Regions from separate parts of the Anser cygnoides genome. Here region 2 is linked to region 1. The links are chromatin contacts, called in public Hi-C maps. All regions are on one chromosome and are shown on one strand. Each heading gives the region's core, a stretch centred on a gene start, on an enhancer-like site or on the middle of the called end of the contact. The rest is flanking DNA. Distances are from core to core; before and after follow the strand shown. Region 1 holds the start of ERCC8 (ERCC excision repair 8, CSA ubiquitin ligase complex subunit). Region 2 holds the start of DIMT1 (DIM1 rRNA methyltransferase and ribosome maturation factor).

Region 1 (4,366 bases), core at 1,051-3,550:
TATTTCCTCCCTCCATAATAATTGTTATAACCCATATACTATGGTCAAGTGTGTCAGATTTTAACAGTGAGTTCCATCAGTTAGTATAATACAGAACAAATCAACAGAACAAAAAGCAAAGTATAAACGCATTCATGAAAAAGTTCCACCACCACTTCTTTGAGCGGGGAATTCTTGCTTACTTCATTCTGAATTCTTTCATTCTGCTCCTGATGACGGATTTTTTTAGATCATCTAAAGCCAAAATTAGTGACCTGTAAGCATTCATCAGTGAGATAAATATAAAACAGAATTATCAAAAATATTTTCACATAAACATCTAGTAATATTTTCCCATGTGCACTCTCCTGTACTGTAGTTACATAAAAAGGACAAAAAGAGAGAACTGTCTGTCTGTGAATTAAGACATGTATGAAAGATGTGGTATCGATTTTGAGTAATCCAAATTTCAGTTTGTGGAGCAAAATTATAACCCTTCCCTTACTTTCATTCTAAAAATAGAAGAGAAGCATGGCAAGAGTGAATAAACATTAGCCCCTTGCCAGATATTTATTCCTCGCCTGTTTTTTAATATTGTTTTAAAATTCCTGATTTCTCTCAAGCAATATCCATTTAACTGGGTTTGATCATGCGAAGTAGAAAAGAGCTTAACAGCAAACTTTCTAATAGAAAGTCGAGGAAAACTGAAGTAAACATGGTAAAGAAGTTTGTATGGTATGACTGTAAACATGATAGCTCTTGACTCTGTTTCAAGACAACTTGTATAACCTTACCCTGTCTAACAGCTCATCACCTTCATTCTCTCTTCCGTGCCAGCTCTAGCCTGCAGCTTATTCTTCATCAAGTCATTTTAAATCATTTTTCTATTAAAGTTTTCTGCAGAAAGGTCAAATAAATAACAGTGAAAAGTTAGCAGCAGTGAGAAAGAAAATAGGGAGAAGAAATCTCTCCCTTTCGGTTGCCGTAAACTCTGTATCTACCCCTCTGATACTCATAGATTCTTTTTTGTCTCTCTTTCCCTTCCGCATAAAGAGGAACGCTTTCTGAGTAAGGGAAGTTTTTATGCTGGTGAACCTCCACCTGGGATCTAAGAAGCCCTCTAAACCTTAATACAAAGCTGTGCAGAATATAGACTGCTTTCCTTAAAGTACTTTTGTATACTCCTCAAAGTCACAATAAGCCCCAGTAGTGAGAAGACCAAAAGCAAGACACACGAAGCCTGGGATTGTTACGTTGCTGTATTAACCCAGAGGAATCATTGCTGACAAAAGGGCATTCACATCATTTTCCCAAATACTTGTTCAAGCAGACCTGCTTTAAGTCACCGCGAGTTCTTCAGGAAGCTGTACAGCAAAACAAGTCAGGGAACTACTTGGAAGGCACCACTACTCCAGAAGACATTACATGTATCTGAAGGGATGATGTGTGCCCTCCCTACCCCCTGCATTTCAGGAAGGGCACTGACTTCAGTGACTGCACAGCCTCAGACCTTCTGCTTCTGCTCCTACTTCTCTGCTTTTACTCTGAAGAACATCACATAGAATGAGTCTCCACAGCCTTGGGGTGTTCTGATTGAATTGACCATGTAAAATATATGGAGTACTGCAAGCAGATAAATTAGCCTGTGTAGGGAATGAAAACATAACTGTAAAACATCGTGGTGCGTACACTCACTCACACAACTTCAGGGGTGACACCTTCAGTTAGTTACGCATGGTTGTGCAGCATTGAGAACGATGTAAGGACGTGCTATAAGCACACCTAGGTTCCTCAAATACAGACAGAAGCAGAGAAAAACGTTTTTCCTCAGAAGTGCAGCGAGGACACACGCAGGAATGCACTTTTAAAAGAGTTCAGAAGTAATGAGAAGAGCCCCCTCGCAGGCTACCTCCCCGCTGCAGGCTGGCAGCCGCGCTCTAAAACCCCTGGATAACGGGCTCCACCTCCTCCTCGCCCTACAACAGCCGCCCGGACAGACACCCGCTGCGCTCCCCACACGCCGCGCGGGCCCGCCCGGGGGCAGCGGGTAACGGCCCTGCCCTGCCTACCTGCGCGGGACTCGTGCTCGGGCACGCGGTAGTACTTGTTGCCGAACTGGTCGGTGCCCGCCAGCTCCTTGCCGGGACCGAACATCCGCAGGCGCAGGGCCCGCAGCGCCTGACGGGCCCGGCTCATGGCGGGGCGGCCGCTAACGGCCACCAACGGCCCCCAGACGCCACCACACAGCCCCGCCGCCACCCTCCGCCCCGCCCCTAGAGTCGGAGGCGGGCATGCCAGCAACGGCGCTCGCCATTGGCGGAGGCCCGCCCGCCCCCGGGCAACCCCGGCCAGCCCGGGACCAAGATGGCGGATCGGCGGCGGGTGTCGCCGCTTGGCCGCCATGTTGGGGTTCCTGTCGGGCCGCCAGGCCGGGCTCGACGACCCACTGCGGCTGCGCCGCGCCGAGGCCACCCGGAGGTAGCGGGGCCCGGGGGGACGGGGACGGGGTCGGGGAGCCCGCTGAGAGCCCGCTGAGAGCCCGCTGAGAGCCCGCTGAGAGCCCGCGGGGCCCTCACGTGTGTTGTGCTCGCCGCTGCCCGTCGGCAGCGCTGGGGCCAGCGGAGGAGCGGTGACGGGACAGAGGGGCTCGTCGGGGCTCCTTGGAATATCGCGATAACGTTTGATCGGGGAATAAGTTTCGCGGCTGTATTTCAAAGATAAATCCGGTAGGGCCAACCTCGGCTCAGTTCCTCACAGCACCCTCACGGCACCCTCACAGCTGGGAGGATTTGTGCTGCGGATTTACCCATCTGTTCCTCTCCGCTTGGACTTCTGTGGCTCTATCGCTGTAAAGGAAAATAAACTGTAAATGGTGGAAATGCTGCAATTCACGAAGCTCGTTTCTCTTGTGTATCTTTACAAAACGTGTGCTTTCTCTCCCTTCACGTGTCATTCAGCGCTGAGAAGGAAGCACAGCGTGCAGATTTTACGTAACTCAAACAACCATTTACCTAACTTTTTTTTTTCTTTCCTCCCTAAACGTTTTCATTTTGGTTTTGAAAAAAATCTTCTATAGTCTTCAGCAGATGGCGTTTGTAACTACCTTTTCAAGTCACATGCTTTAAAACGTTTCTTGAAGGGATAAAACCCCTTCACTAAAATTCAGTCTTGAGCTCAAAAGTGTTTAATTAACTATCTTGTACATGTCAAAATTCTAGCATAATTGTGTTGCTTCCTGTATTTTAAAAGGGCTTAAAGAACTTAATGCTTTTGAAGCATGTGTATAGGCATGCTGTCAGGGGTCTGCCTGTAACATTTTAAGTTTCTCACAGAAAATATTAGAAAATACTAATCACAGCTCCAAAATGTTTCAGGGAAGCTTCACCATGTGGAGGGCGTGCTTTTTATTTGATGCTGCAGAAAACATAACACCCAAAGATTGTGCCATGAGAGGAAATACTGTAATTTGTTAAACTAAACAAATCTGTCCACTAGGTGTCCATAGTTCCAAGTAGGAGCGATGGCACATAATAAAGCTTCTAAGTAACTAATATTTGTTGCAGCTGTGACAAATATTTTGTAATGTTTACCCTATGTTGTATTGTTAAACTACATTCCTGTTCTAATGCTTCGTATGTTGACCCTAAGTGCGGCTTTGGTATTCCTTTGAGCCTGTTTTACATACGTACTTCCATCTTACCTTCCAAACAACACATACTTTTTCTGTCAAATTTTCAAGTCTTATTTCCAGCATTGTATTGTGTCTGCAAGTCTAATTTTGGGGAAAAAAGAAAAAATATGGGAACGGGTTAGATGCATTGAGGAGGGGTGAAAATATGATTTTAGCTGTTTGTAACTACATAGTAACATTTTAAAGATCTGTTGTTCTTATTGTTCATCTCTGTTTTTCTTCTTTTTTTTTAAGGGTTCTCAGTTTGGAATTAAATAAAGATAGAGATGTGGAAAGAATACATGGGAATGGTATTAACAGCCTTGATATTGAGCCTGTTGAGGGAAGATAGTAAGTATGTACTTTAGTTTGGTAAAAATGTTTTTAAGCACTTCACTGTCTTTTGGTAATACCAAATTATTTTATTTCTGAACTTAATTGATCAAATTAAGATCATACGTGTAACTTGACTGCTTTATTTACCCTTTCAGCATGTTATCAGGTGGTTCCGATGGTGTTATTGTACTTTATGACCTTGAAAACCTGAGCAGAAAACCAAGTTACACATGTAAAGCACTTTGTTCCGTGGGAAGGTATGTACTCAGAAATTCTTGTAAAAGTTCATAGTGATATATGTTGAGTTACTAGCACTAAATTCACAGGTTAATGTGCTTTCTTATTTCTAGGCTATAGAAGACATGAAAATAGTGCCAGAAA
Region 2 (4,144 bases), core at 901-3,400, 560 kb before region 1:
ATTAACAACTACACTAATGACCACAATCACTACAAAGATTAATGTTAGTCATTAAGACTTTCAAAAACAATAGATTTTTTATGTAAATGAGGAAGACTGTCTACACTTTGCCAATTGAAAACATAATAAAGAGAAATAAAGACACTTATATAGGAAGGAGCTACAGTGTTTCTTCTCCTCACTGCTATTGACAGAAACAGAAGAATAGAACTTATTTATAACAATTTGTATATGTATATATTTTTTACAAGAGTACAACACTGAAACTAAAACCCAGTTATAAGAAAAATCAGCATGCAGAAGACACCAGGGAAGAAGCAGTAAACAAAAAGGAGGAACACAGGAATAATGGAGAACTGCGAGCAAGGCTGATAATATTTACAGAGGTATCTCGGATTACATTATAAAATATGCAGATGAAGAAAAATGGCCTCTTATGGTAAATGGAAACTAGCCAAATGAAACTGACCAAAAATCCCAACAGAAATAACAGGAATAAAAACTGACAGTGGGACTATTCCAAGGAATATGCTTGGATATAGCTCAGAGGAAACCATGTCATAGGGCTCAGTACCAATAACACAGAAAAAGAAAAAAAAAAGAGAAACACAGAGACAATAGAAGAATATTTTTAATGTTTAATAGTCAGCTTATGCAATGACCAAACTCATAAGACTAATCTTATTCCCTATTCTTCCTAGCTCATCTTATTTTAGTAGATTTTCAAAAACACGACTGAACACTTCATAGTGAATTAGCATTCAAGAGCTGACATATAAATGCAAGTTTCAGTCTGCCTTCATGCAGAGACTTTAAATTAATTATTAAATAGTTAATTGAACTGAAAATTGAATTGAAAACAATTTCTGAAGATGGTTAGAACTTGTGTCTGATGATACAGTTTGAAAATTTTCTATGTTCAGCTTGGGCAACAAAAGCCTTCATTAGGCCATATATATATATATTTACAGTACAAAACACCCTTTTGCAGAACATTACAATGACGGAATGCGAGAAGAAAAGTAGAGAGTGATGAACGATACTAGCATTTAAGTTTCAAGAAGTCATAACCCATAAGGAACACGCTATTTGTAAGGACTGAGGTGGCCCCATGTATTACGAATGTGAATCCAAAAGGCACTGCACACACATTACAGATACACTTCATCTTTGAGGCAGGGGAAGCAAGGTATGTAGCAGCAGAACCTGGAAACTGCACCAGCACTGTGTTTATGGCCACGTTCTTACACTTCACACGTTGCCAACTTGTACGTAAACACGAATAGGAGACATAACTCACCACTCCTGCACCCACCCTGCCTTGGATTTTGGGAAGAAGCCGTTTCCAGTAAGTTGTCAACTGCTATCCCTCCAGAATCTGTAGGAAAAAAATAAGCGTATTTAGCAAAAAAAAAAAAAAAAAAAAAAAACAAACCAACTAATAAAACGGTACTCGCCCTTTTCCACAGAACAGAAGTTCTGCCAAGATGCAGCCCGACCGCTCGGCTCACCGACGCCTCCCCGCCGGCCGTACCCGCACGGAGAGCCACCGCAAGGAGAAACGCGGCAGCGGCTCCCCGCGATTAGCTAGCAGACCCCTTCTCCCTCAGAGCCCCTCGCCACGCGACCTACGCGCAGAGCCGGGAGGAGAAAAACACCACACAAAAAATAAGCCGAAGCTGAGGCGGGGCAGCGGGGAGCACACGCGGCGGCCAACAGCGCGGCGAAGGCCGCCTCGCCCCCTCCCCGCCTCCCGGCCGGGCCCGGCACCCCCCGACCCGCCGCGGTACCCGGGCCGCGGCCGCTCCCTCACAGACGGCGGCCGTTGGCGGCCGTTAGCCCCGTGACGACGGTGCCGGCGCGTGCAGCGGGGGCCCGGCGCGCGGCTCACCGTTGGCGGCGGGCGGTGGCGGCGCCGCACGCGGGGGTGGGCGGGGCGAGGCCGGCGGTGGGCGGGGCCGGCCCTGGCGCGCGACCCCCGCCCGCTCCGAAGCTGGCGCCACGAGCCCGGGGAGGGGAGGGGGGGGAGGGTGCCGCTGCAGCGCCCCGGGGATGACGTCATCGCCCAGCGACGCACGCGGGGGGGCTCTCCCCGCCCGCCCGACGCCGCGCATGCGCGTGCCGCCGCCGACGGGGAGGGGGGGGCGTGGCGTGGCTGAGGGGGTAACGGCCGTTTAACGGTCGCGTAGCGGGCCCGTCGGTCGCGATGTGTGCGTGTCTCGCGACACGTCTCGTGGGTGGCCTCGAGCTGTCGAGGTCGGTGTGTAAGCGGTGGGAGGTAACGGAAGGAAGGAAAAATAAAGTTTTGGGGGAGTTTTAGCTACTCCGTGGTCATCCCGAGCAGTTGAGCGGCGAGGGAGCACGGCATGAAGGGGCCCCCGTACAGACACGGGGTGTTCACATGCACCGAGCCGGGCGTGTGGTGCTCAGTGACTTCGTCACTGTTCGTTTCTTCGGAGGAACAGCAAACGCTGAAGGTGTATCTGATGAAACCGTCAGGCTGGGCTCTGCGATGCCCGGATCTGCAGCGGAGTGAGGAGCTGGGGCCCCTGTACACAGCCCTACCGCTGGGTTTGTGTCCTTCACCTGTGACAGCACATCAGCTCGGAACAGCGGCAAACACCCACCCCTACGGTGTGCCAACAACACAGGGACATTCAATTTTAAGGCACAGTTTCTGATGATAAACTGATAGCCCACTCACGTCAGTTAAAACGTGATGTTGCTTTAGCATTGCTTGAAATCACCTTTTAGTCATGTTTTCGAGGCTGAAAAAAAGTTAAATAGTAGCTGTTGGAAGATGGGACATCCCTGGAGGACTCAGGAAAGAAGAAATAATTCTAGTTGTTTGTATATAGCAGCATTGTGAGAAACAAAGTTGTGTTTTTGCAGTAGAGAAATAATTTTCTGTATTCAAAGGTAGTTGCGTAGTGTGGGAAACTAAGTTGTGTTTTTGCAGTAGAGAATTACTTTTCTGTATGCCAAGGTAGTTGTGTAGTCATAATAAGGAGAAATGCTAAGTAGGTAAGTGGACAGTAGAAGGCCTCACTGTTCCAAAATAAGGTAGAAGCTTGAGAAAAAGGATGAGCAGTGTGGGAACAGTAAAACAAAGATCACAAGTTCTCAAAACATAAGGAGAAATTAAAGGGTTGAAAAATAGAAAAATTGTGCATATATGGTATAGAGGAGCGTCGAGTAGCTTGCGAACCTGCAGTACTCAGCCAAGGAAGAAACGGGAGGTGATCAGGCGTTGGGTAATAGGGAATAAAAGGTTATGATTTGTTTACTAAAATGCGCTCCTGATTGACAGGACGCCCGCCATTGCAATTGCAAAGAAAATAGCTTCACAGAAGATCCTGTCTGAAGAAAATTATTTGAGGTGTTTCTCACAGCATAATGCTGAATACTCTGACACAGAAAATCCTCTATTAACAACTTTTTCTTTTCTTTCCCCCTTGCTATCTATTCTCACTCTTTTTTCCTGCCTTCTACTCATGCACAGCTAGCTGGAATGGGTATTCTGCTTTGTGTGTGGGTGTGTGTGTGTTTTAACCTCCTCACAACAATAAACCGACGTCTAAATAACCAAAGCAATTGACTTCCCTAATGCTGTATATTAAGCAATACTATTTCGATAAGAAATACTATTTAGCTAATAAATACAAGTATTTACCTAGGAAAACAGGCTGCCATTCTTTGTGACGTTAGGGACATATATTCCCATATATAAGACAAAGGAGGAAAGTATATTCCCATAATTCTATGTAAGATGAAAGAGGAGATAGCAGCAGCACCAATGGATCATGCCACCCGTAAGCGGCTAACGCCACTCAGACAAACCCAAGTGGCTGTCGCAAACACACCACTGATATTACGTTGGCCCTGCTCTGTGTCGGCTGCTGCGGGCACACCGCAGCACCTCGGCACCCTCCGCCACGCGGAAGCCGTTGGTCCGACCGCGGGCAGAGGCCAGCCGAGCCCCCTGCCGCCCGCGCCCCGCGCCCCGCCCCGCAGCGGCACCGCCGCGGTTGGACCCCCGCGGCCGCCGTCGGGGCCCGCCCCGCTGCCGCGTGTCGCGGTGCCGCCGCGGTGCTCCACGGGACCCGTAGTCCCCTGGCCGCGCCGCGGCGGCCGCACGCGTGCT

Evidence for each region. Hi-C and Micro-C count contacts between places; a contact is called where the count stands out from the background.
Region 2: a contact with region 1 is called in a Hi-C map of liver, with 9 times the contacts expected there. The contact joins the promoter of DIMT1 here to the promoter of ERCC8 in region 1. A contact is called at or near these places in 2 of 7 Hi-C or Micro-C datasets (both in liver).

Annotation. Positions count from the first base shown.
Region 1 is chrZ:74,574,045-74,578,410 of Taihu_goose_T2T_genome, reverse strand. ERCC8 (ERCC excision repair 8, CSA ubiquitin ligase complex subunit) reads left to right here and starts at 2,300. Exons shown (of 12, transcript XM_013180582.3): 1 at 2,300-2,457; 2 at 3,905-4,000; 3 at 4,141-4,242. The coding sequence starts at 2,381. It overlaps NDUFAF2 (NADH:ubiquinone oxidoreductase complex assembly factor 2), which reads right to left and starts at 2,259. Exons shown (of 4, transcript XM_048051656.2): 1 at 2,049-2,259. The coding sequence starts at 2,175.
Region 2 is chrZ:75,133,732-75,137,875 of Taihu_goose_T2T_genome, reverse strand. DIMT1 (DIM1 rRNA methyltransferase and ribosome maturation factor) reads left to right here and starts at 2,150. Exons shown (of 12, transcript XM_048055135.2): 1 at 2,150-4,144. The coding sequence starts at 3,770. It overlaps IPO11 (importin 11), which reads right to left and starts at 1,973. Exons shown (of 32, transcript XM_066988839.1): 1 at 1,892-1,973; 2 at 1,301-1,378.